Regions from separate parts of the Mus musculus genome. Here region 1 is linked to region 2. Evidence: chromatin contacts called from public HiChIP or PLAC-seq data. All regions are on one chromosome and are shown on one strand. Each heading gives the region's core, a stretch centred on a gene start, on an enhancer-like site or on the middle of the called end of the contact. The rest is flanking DNA. Distances are from core to core; before and after follow the strand shown. Region 1 overlaps Rab30 (RAB30, member RAS oncogene family). Region 2 has its middle 30 kb from the start of Pcf11.

Region 1 (4,775 bases), core at 2,116-4,615, 140 kb after region 2:
AATTGATTCAGTGGTGAATCTGTACTCAGGACTTTCCAGCGTTATGACTGTCTGTCTGTCTACTAGGTACTTATAACTCATACACAGAGTAACTTATCAATTGGCTCATTTAAGCAGTGTTACCAGATAACAGAGTTGATTATTGTCAGCCTACCTAGAAAAAGGAGTAGAAAACTTTAAAAAGATAAAATATATGCCCCCCAGTTAATTGTACAAATACTTAGATTTATATTTTAAAACTGTAAAAATTTTATCTTATCATTAATCTCATACTTGTATTTCATCTTTCTCATGTCTAAAACCTCAGTTCCAAGTGGCACCAACATAATTAATGACTTGCTCCATCCCTTAACACACACATAGCAGACTCAGAATCCCAATACCAGCTCGGCCATTGGCACTATGATTACTGAATGTGTTCAAGACTTTGTCCTTCAACTTCCTTTTGTCCTTAGCATGCACACCTAAGGATGCAGGGTTAAATCATAATGTTTTAAATTCAATTGAAATCTTTGTACTTATGCAACTATATAACTAACAAGTTTACAGGTTACTTTTAAATTTTAATTTTGTATTAAGTACATAATTATCTTGTTCAATTATGTAAAGTGAGATTCTAAGGTCATATCTGTAAAGCAGAATATGATCAGAGAGGGCTGGTTTCCGCCCCTGTGCTCTCTACGTTTCTCTTTCTGGGTGCCCATTGTCTTTTAAACTACAATCTTGCTTTATTATTTTTCTTAAAATGTAAGAAAAAATGGAATTTCTGTCTATTTTTTTAATTTAGACAGTTGAGGATTATACTTTTTTTTCTGCTTCCTGTGCTCATATTCTCAATGCACGCAAGGCACTGGTGTTTTAAAATCAACAACACCGCGATCACGGTCACATTTATTGGGCTTTACTCGCTCACTCATCTGTTTAACCTCCTGATGGACTTCAAGTCTGGAATTGAGTCGCGATGCTTCCTGGCTGAAACACAGTCAGGTGATGATTCTTTGTTTTACCCTCGTTACAGGCAACAAGATTGACCTGGCTGAAAGGCGAGAGGTCTCCCAGCAGAGAGCAGAAGAGTTCTCAGAGGCTCAGGACATGTATTACCTGGAGACTTCAGCCAAGGAATCCGACAATGTGGAGAAACTCTTCCTTGACTTAGCATGCCGACTCATCAGCGAAGCAAGACAGAACACACTGGTGAACAATGTATCGTCACCCTTACCCGGAGAGGGGAAAAGCATCAGCTATTTGACTTGTTGTAATTTCAACTAAAGGCTGAGGCAAAGAGAATCAAAGGGAATCAGTAGTTGCCTTGGTGGGCCGTACGTTGCTAGGGAATCTGGCAATGACTATGGCTCCCGCTCTTGGACCTTCTGACTCCTGTAGGCTCCAGAGCTTACCAAGCATGCAGGCCAAGGGCCTTGACTGCAGGCCAGCATTAGCAGAACACATAATGGTTTCACCCTTTTGCAGTCTGGCGTTGGAGCAAGGAGAAAATTGCACTAAGCGCTCCATGATCTGCAGAGCATGTTGCTTTTGTTTTTAAAAAAGCAAGTAAAAAATGCATTCCTGAACACAGAGCAGGGGATCGTGTACTGTAGGAATCCTTCTGTGTGTCAGCGGGTGCATGAGGGGCTATTCTTTAGGCTTCAGTGGTAATCTGGTGCCCATGGATTTCTTGACTACCAGGTAAACCAAAACTGGAAAGGCCAAGTACTGTCTCTGTAGTACTTATTGAGGACCCCATGGAGATTTTGAAAAGTGTTATTTCTTTTGTCCACAAGCACTTTCAAAACCTTTGGGATATAAAAATGGGAACTCTTCTCACGACCAACAGTAAAAATTATTGTTTAACAATATATACAAGCTCCATGACTCTTTTTGGTGCTAATGATTATGCTATTTCACAGACCAAACGTTTTAGTACATTGATACCCTTAGATGTATTACCTAAAAATAAAAAGAGAATGGGGGAAATCCATGAGTCAGCAGTCTTCTTCAGTCTCATTACCACCATTTCTAGGATGGGTTTGGATATGAGAAGCCCTTCTTCTTTCATATTCTCCTTGAAATTTATTAACATTCTTCTATTCTTTCACACTTATCGTGCCCTTTAGGTAAATCAAAGTATTAAAAAAATGGGGAAAAATATAAATTATGACATTCTAATAAAGAAGATTAGTTGTAGGACATGTTGAGTAGCATGAGAAAACAGAGCAGATATGACCAAAATACTGTGGACTATGGACTGACTGCAGGGCAGACTTCCAGACAGAGTGCAGCTCTCTAACAGGTCACGCCTTTTCCTTTCGGGAACTAGCCTTGGAGAGGCCAAGGTTTAGGATTTTGTAGACATTTTTAGTATAATAAGTGAGAATAGCAAGAGATGAAAAGTCTCACAAATCATTTTTGTATCTTCAATAAACTTAGGAAAGTGTGCTCAGGAAGCAGGCTGAGCTGTCCTTTATTAATATTAATATTGATCTCAGATTCGTCACCATACATTTCTTCCCCCTTTATCTTTTCTTCTCCCTAGTCTCCCCCTGTAGTGTTCCTTTCCCCATTCCTTCTTTTTCTCTTTCCTCCCCATACCGGTATGCACGTGTTACTCGAAGTCTCCAATTCCGATGGAGGTGTATATGCCTTTACTTAGCCGATTTCACAACAGGACTCAAGTTGGGACACGTGCTGCTGAATGACTTCCTGTTTCTTCAGTGCCGTGGCTTGATGCCTTCCAGTTTGTTCACTGTCATAGCTGCAAATACGACAGTAACTAAGTCTGTGTGCTCTTGGTGTTGCTGAAGCTTGCTGTATAGCATAACTGAGTATGAGTCACTGAATGAGGATATGACGGGAAATTCCGCTGTCGGTATTGATGGTGACAATCCTGGACCTGACATGTCACTCTTGGAAAGCTACTGAATTGTAAAGCAATGATTCAACAGGGCAGGATATTGATAACACATTTCTAGCATTTCTAACAGAGTCCAGAATGCCCAGTCTTTCTCGCCTGTGACTGCGTGTATTATTACCAGTCGTTGGTGTTGATTGGCTCACTGTGCTCTTCTTGATTCCACAGGAAAGAAAAAGGCTTCCTACAAGTTTGAACTGTCTTCCCTTTATATAGGAAGGGGAAATAAATCACTTTAATGGAAATCAAAATCATCTATAATTACCTTTGCTTAATAGCCAGCAACCAAAGGCATCAGAAGATAAACTAATCAAAGTTACAGAAAAATATATCTTTCTACTGTGAATGTCCCTAAATTTAGATTTATTACTTTTCTTTATGGCAAAATTCTGATCTCCCCAGCATAAGATGACTCAGCCTTGTCTCACAGCACTGTGTTAAAAATAACGTTGCTTTGTGAACTTTAAGGGCTTTGTTAGATTGGACTAATTTAGCTCCAGAATAACAGCTTTTGGGGTCACATTTATGTTATTTTATTCTCATTCCTTTGGGCTTATAGCACCCCCATCTGTCCCTTCGAGTTCAGAAGCAGCTCAGAGAGCTCTGCCACAGGTCCATCTCCCTCTGGGTCTCTGAGTCTTTGAGTAAATCATAGTCACCAATCTTTGGCCTATTAGTGTGGACACTTGAGAAGCTGGGCCCTTCCGTTCCACAGTTCTGTGAATTTAAGATTAGGCCATTGGGATATTTGTTCAGCGATGTATCTCAAGTTTGAGAACAATCCTTGACAATACTGTAGGTGCAATAAATACCAATTGAATAAATGAGTCAGTGCCAAGAGTTTTGTTTGTTTGTTATTTTAAAGTGAAAGTCCTTAAAGTGGTTCTTGAGATAGAATCATTTCAATCTAGGGCAGGACATAAATATTATTTTGCCTAATAATTCTTATTGCCAGGGCAATATTTGCTCAGATAAGCCTCCTTTACATATAATTATTCAATGGTGAAACCCCCCCCCAAGTTTTGGTTTATTGTGATGTCAGCTCATCCTGACAAGGCCATCGCTTCTTCTATTTGTAGTATGACAATTTTTTTTTACTTTTTAATAAAATTATTAAATATGTGACCACCTTTTCAATTTCCAATGAAAATACATGTTCAGGGTGTAGAGTCAAGCTTGGAAAAACTCTGTAGGATTGTAGGTTTCTGATAGACTGTGTCCTCAAAGAACTTAGCGGTTTCTCCTTTCTTACACAGAGCCGTGTTCCTTTGTATCTTTCATTAGATCTGTTGGATTATATTAATATTTAATTACATAGAGCCAATCATGGTTTGTGTAGACTTCAAAAGTTACATCATTGGCTTTTTCCGGCTTTCATCCCCTCTCCCCACCCGTAGTTTAGTCATTTTTTTATGTCAGCATCTTTCCCTAACTAAAAATGAAACTGAAGTGTATTAGCATTCTAGTATGTCAGGTTTTGATTTTGAAATTATTAAGAAACCACTGACCAAAACAAGATGTCTGGACTAGTATGATTGAAAGCAGTGAGGCTCGATGGAGGGAGGAAGAAAGCAGAATCTTTCTCTTCTCTTCATCAGAGTGTACCTGGAAGGACCCGAGTGATTCCCGGTGTTAGAGCAGGGACTTGCCAGTCTACTCTTTGAGCTAGCCCACAGCATCAACTTCACTTAGACTAATTCTGAACAAACAGCTGCAAATCATTTCGAACCTGATTTTTACCCCCATGTGTCCTATCAGTGGCCTTAAAGACAGGGAAAGTTCTGAGTCTTAGTCCTCCAGAATGTTCTGCATCTCATGGCCGGATGTACTTACTAGGGATCACGTTCTTACTAGTTTCTGAAAGAAG
Region 2 (4,621 bases), core at 209-2,708:
ATTTCAATATGAAAAGGTAAAAAGACAGGCGTTGTGAGAATGCTGAGACATGGCTTTTCCTATGATGGGACTTCCTGTGAGACTCCTTAGAAAATTACAGGTCTACAGCTGGGGAAAGAGATGAGGGATGACTAGGCCTCCATTGCTACTTCAAATTATCATTAAAATCAGCTCTACATAAAAAGAATATCATCCCTGTATAGGCGAAGTTCACAGAAAATTTTAATTGTGCTGGACTTCTTTTTTAAAAAAGAAACATTATTTATTTGTGTGTGTGCGCACAAACACATGAATTCCCACATGTGTTACACGTGATTTCAGATCCCATGAAGCTGGAGTTACAATTAGTTGTCATCTGTCTGATGTGGTTCTGAGAACTATACTCGGGTCCTCTGTAAAGAGCAGTAAGTAATCTTACCTGCAGAGCCACCTCTCCATGCTGGTGATCCTTGGTGAGTCCAAGTAGACTCAAGGGTGGGGACTCCCTTCTCTTCTCACACCCCTTTAATGTTCCCTGTCTTTCTGTCTTGTCTCATTGTGCATATAACCCACATCTGCTGTTGGGATGCGTTCCCCGTACTCATGAGACAGAAACAAAGAGGATCTTTGCTAATTCAAGAAATTCACGATGAATTTCAGGTCAGCCAGGGCCACTAGCAAGTTCTTGTCCCAAACAAAACAAAACAAAACAAAACAAAACAGACAAACAAACAAACAAACCGTCCCACAAACAGAGAAAAACAAGAGATCAAAATGTTCTATGGGACCAAAGAGCTGCTGTTTCTCTGATATATTCAAATATGACTTTGCCCTCTATATGGGAGATTGTTGAAGTCTCTCAAGCTATTATAGTTGTACTAGAGATTGCTGAAATTTGGGAGGTGAAGACAGAAGGAAATGTCAACTTCCTAAGGAAGAGAAGCTACCAATAAAGTAAGAAGAAACATGATATAAAAGAGTTTATCAACTTGTTTTGTTTTTCCAGACATGGTCTCACCAAGTCCTGATTGGCCAGGCTAGCCTCAAACTCATAGAGATCTGCTGGGGCGCTGGGATCTGTTTTGAGTGTTACAGTACCTGGCCCCAACTGGACACTTTGGGGATATTCTGCCAGAAACTTAGAATGAGTCTGAAAGTAATTCCTCTAAGCCAACCATCAAACAAAGATGGTGTGGGAAGAGAGGCTAGAGAAGTGGAATGGAGGAGCATTCCACTGTGGGAAATGAGCAGGCACTAAGAACAGACTCTCTGGTGAACGTGTCACCTCTCACATGGCTGTATGTTTGCTTCACAAAGTAATTTCCACCAAGTTGAGAGCTTCCCTCCTGGAAGGAGGAAGAAGGCCCACAGGACTCACAAAGCTCCAATGACTCAGGAAGCTCCGAGGGTTACAGGTCTCATAAGGCTCCTCCCCTGTGGCTATATATTAGTGGCAAACAATTGCTGGGAGCACTGACTCTTAAGTCAGCTGACCTGTATGCAGCACCGGAGCTTTGTCACTCATCCAGGGGAGGAGCTTTTCAGTGGTGTGGATCTCTGAGTCACCATGGTCCTGTAAGGAAACCCAGTAAACTCACCGGGTCACCGAGCTAGACTTAGTCTCTTCTCATTGGGTGAATAGACACATGACAAGTGGTGAGACGGGCTACCTTCCACAGCCTGAAATATGCTCCAGTAATCTGTGGGCTGGAATTCCAGGCTCTCTAACAATTCAAAATGCAGAAACAGATACCACCATTTTTGGGGGATGGGTGGAGGTAGGGATTTAATCTCCTAAATATAATAGGCCTGTATAATATATTGTGATAGTTAACACACCATATAAGTTAGAATGTTCTTCATCAAGTGGGTGAAATCTAGCACATTAGTGCCTGTTCAGGTGTAGGTTATTTTGGCAAATATTGTTTCTATTTGGGCCTAATGTGTGTGGCAGTGTGTAGTGTACCCAAGGCATTGGAAGCCAGCAGCTTGCTGAGGACTGGGCCAACATTCTGCAAGGCCCTGGAGGTGTTTGTTCTGCCATCTTAATAATGTGGTCTAAGACAACATAACCTGTCAGATAAGTCAGAGAGACACTGCCCACAGGCAGCTATGTACAACCTTGACTTTAACTCCAGCAAGCAACACTACAGGCATTACTCAGCCACAGAGAATAAGTCCAAGGTGAACCTCTGGACCATTCAGAACATCACCCAGCTCGTGAAGGTTCTTAGGGAGTATTCCTAGTGGCTATAGAGAGGCAACTACCACTGCTGTTAAGGTAAGCTGGTCTTTCAGCAGCATCAATAGCACAGTCACCCTGTACAGCTTTTTACAGCTCCTTGGCCACTTACTGAACCACAGTGACCTCAAGTACCAAGAGATTCTTAAGAAGAACGAAGAGACCCTATAGAACAAGGCCATCACTCCCTACAAGGAGCACAATGGTAGGGTATGGACCTGACCTCAGCCGACCATTGGCTGAGTTTTAATGAGAGGCTAGTTGTCACAGGACACCCAGGGCTCTCAGTTACCACAGACTGCTTAGCACTTCAGGGCACCTTAGCACATTGTGGCATTACTAATTGATCTTGTCAGATTCTTGAAAGTCTATTGAAGGCTATTTCTTTTCCATCTAGATCCTTTTATGTGAGAACCAAGATTGCTTTCTTACAGGATGTCTTATGGACGATGACAACTCAACAACATACCTGATGCTACATCCAGCTGCCTATCAGCGGTGGCAGGCAGGCTGAGTGCAGCCCATGTTGCTCTGTGAACTGATACCTGCCCATTCCTTGGGGGTGTATGTTTCCATTTTTACAGGGATTCAGAACTTCACTTTTCACCAAACACTAACTCATCTTTCTCTTGAGATTACAAAAATGAACTAAATTGAGGATGCAGGGTGTGGGGGGCAGGAGGAAAAGAAAATGGGGAAGCGGAAAAGGAGAAGGCATTTCTGGGTTAATGACTCTATTTAGCTTCAAGAAGCATCTATAGTTCAAAGGAAGTAGCAATCAATGGAAGACCACACATTAATTAAATAACAGGGGGTTGGGGCAAGCCTTGAGTCACTCCAACGTTCTTTCTGGATACCCCAGAGCTGCTGTGAGCAGCTCTCTTGAAACAAGCCAATTATATACTTGAGATAAGGAAGACTCATGGTATCTTCTGGGAAAAAATGCTGAACAGGATTGTTTTTCTCCAGATCTCTTTCCTTCAAGTTCTTAAATTCCTTATTAGAAGGAGTTCTTCTGCTAGAAAAGGTACAAGTGAGTTTGGGGGACCAGGATGAAAAACATTCCTTGCTGGTAGACCTTGGACTGTTGTGGAGAACTTCCTCCTGTCATCTTCCCTTCCAGCTGCAGGTCAGCAGCCTGGTATTGGACATGTTTGGTGCTGAGGTGTTGGGGCCCCGACGGCCCACTTGATAGGAATCCTGGTCCCTTACCTTAGAGCCCTTTTTCCAGTGCGGGACTATTACAGGGCCAGGAACTAAAGGGCCCACTATTGTTTTTTAAAGCATGCCAACAATTTATAAAGGGTAGTAATTCATACTATATCTCTCACTGTTAAAAAAAAAAAAAGAATGTTGGGAATTATTATATTTCAGATGGGGAACCCAAATCTCAAACATGATAAATCACTAGATCAAGTTTACATTACCTAAAAGTGTTCAGATCAGGACTTGGGGCTTATGTTTTTCTAATCCTAAATTATTCCTTCTCTGATTCAATACTGTTTGCCTTTTAAACAACTTGTTGTAAACATACCAAAAAAATCTGTTTTGGGAATCATTTGGGACCCCTTGGACATAAGAAATTATTGTCAAGGGGTATGACCCCTATGCCTTGCCATCTTTTTCTGGTCATAAAAACTATGCACTAAACATATACATCATTGTGACAAATAATTTATACTAACCATCTAATCATCACTATGATCATATGTACATGAGTATGTGTCAATACATAGTTTTGTGTGTGTGTGTGTGTGTGTTTGTGCGTGCGCGCGTGCGCATGTTTGTGTGACTTGCTCAGTCTCATATGCCAGTAATCTATTAGATTAGAATGTTAGCATTCTGAAGGCTGGAGGGTTAGCTCATCAGTTAAGAACACTGGCCGTTCTTGCAGAGGACCCAGTCTGGATTCCTAGAATGCACAAGATAGCTCACAACTGTCTGAAAATCTGATTCTAAAAGAACGGGAGCCCCTTTCTGGCTTTTTCAGGCACCAAGCATATACATGGTGAACAGACATCTATGCAGGCAAAACATGATATATAAATATAGTCCAACTCAACCCCTAACTCTTCAGTTTCCTCCTTGTATGTGATTTGCCTTTGCTTGCAGGATTCACAAAATGACAGCATGCTTTCACTTAAAACAAATTTATTAATTACTGGCATACAACGGTTAGGTTCCATTGCAGTATATTTCAAGTAAAATTTGGTTTTTGTTGTTTCTCCTTCTTCTTTCTCCTCATTCCCTCATTAAAACAACAGTATTATGATTCTCTAACAACTCCGACATTTGGGATTTGTTTTACTGTTGACCAAGAACAAACATTTGCAAATTAACCTTTCTCTTAAAGGTACCTATTTTTTTTTATTATTATGTGTACGAGTGTTTTGGGTAAAT

What was found. HiChIP or PLAC-seq counts read pairs in DNA pulled down with a chosen protein or histone mark.
Region 1: a contact with region 2 is called in a CTCF HiChIP or PLAC-seq map of the NIH/3T3 cell line, with 8 read pairs. The contact joins two enhancer-like sites. A contact is called at or near these places in 1 of 15 datasets of contacts at CTCF or cohesin (the NIH/3T3 cell line) and 1 of 484 Hi-C or Micro-C datasets (embryonic stem cells).

Annotation. Positions count from the first base shown.
Region 1 is chr7:92,834,671-92,839,445 of GRCm38.p6, forward strand. It overlaps Rab30 (RAB30, member RAS oncogene family), which reads left to right. Exons shown (of 5, transcript NM_029494.2): 5 at 1,019-2,447. The coding sequence ends at 1,269. Among named protein-coding and RNA genes, the nearest start is that of Ddias, 37 kb to the right of the region's middle. Within about 2 kb of position 3,366, at least 66 of the 459 cell types and tissues checked have an H3K27ac peak or open chromatin away from gene starts, as enhancers often do. A contact at or near this core is called in the NIH/3T3 cell line, where this site is marked.
Region 2 is chr7:92,697,468-92,702,088 of GRCm38.p6, forward strand. It overlaps the pseudogene Gm2551. Among named protein-coding and RNA genes, the nearest start is that of Pcf11, 30 kb to the left of the region's middle. Within about 2 kb of position 1,459, at least 43 of the 459 cell types and tissues checked have an H3K27ac peak or open chromatin away from gene starts, as enhancers often do. A contact at or near this core is called in the NIH/3T3 cell line, where this site is marked.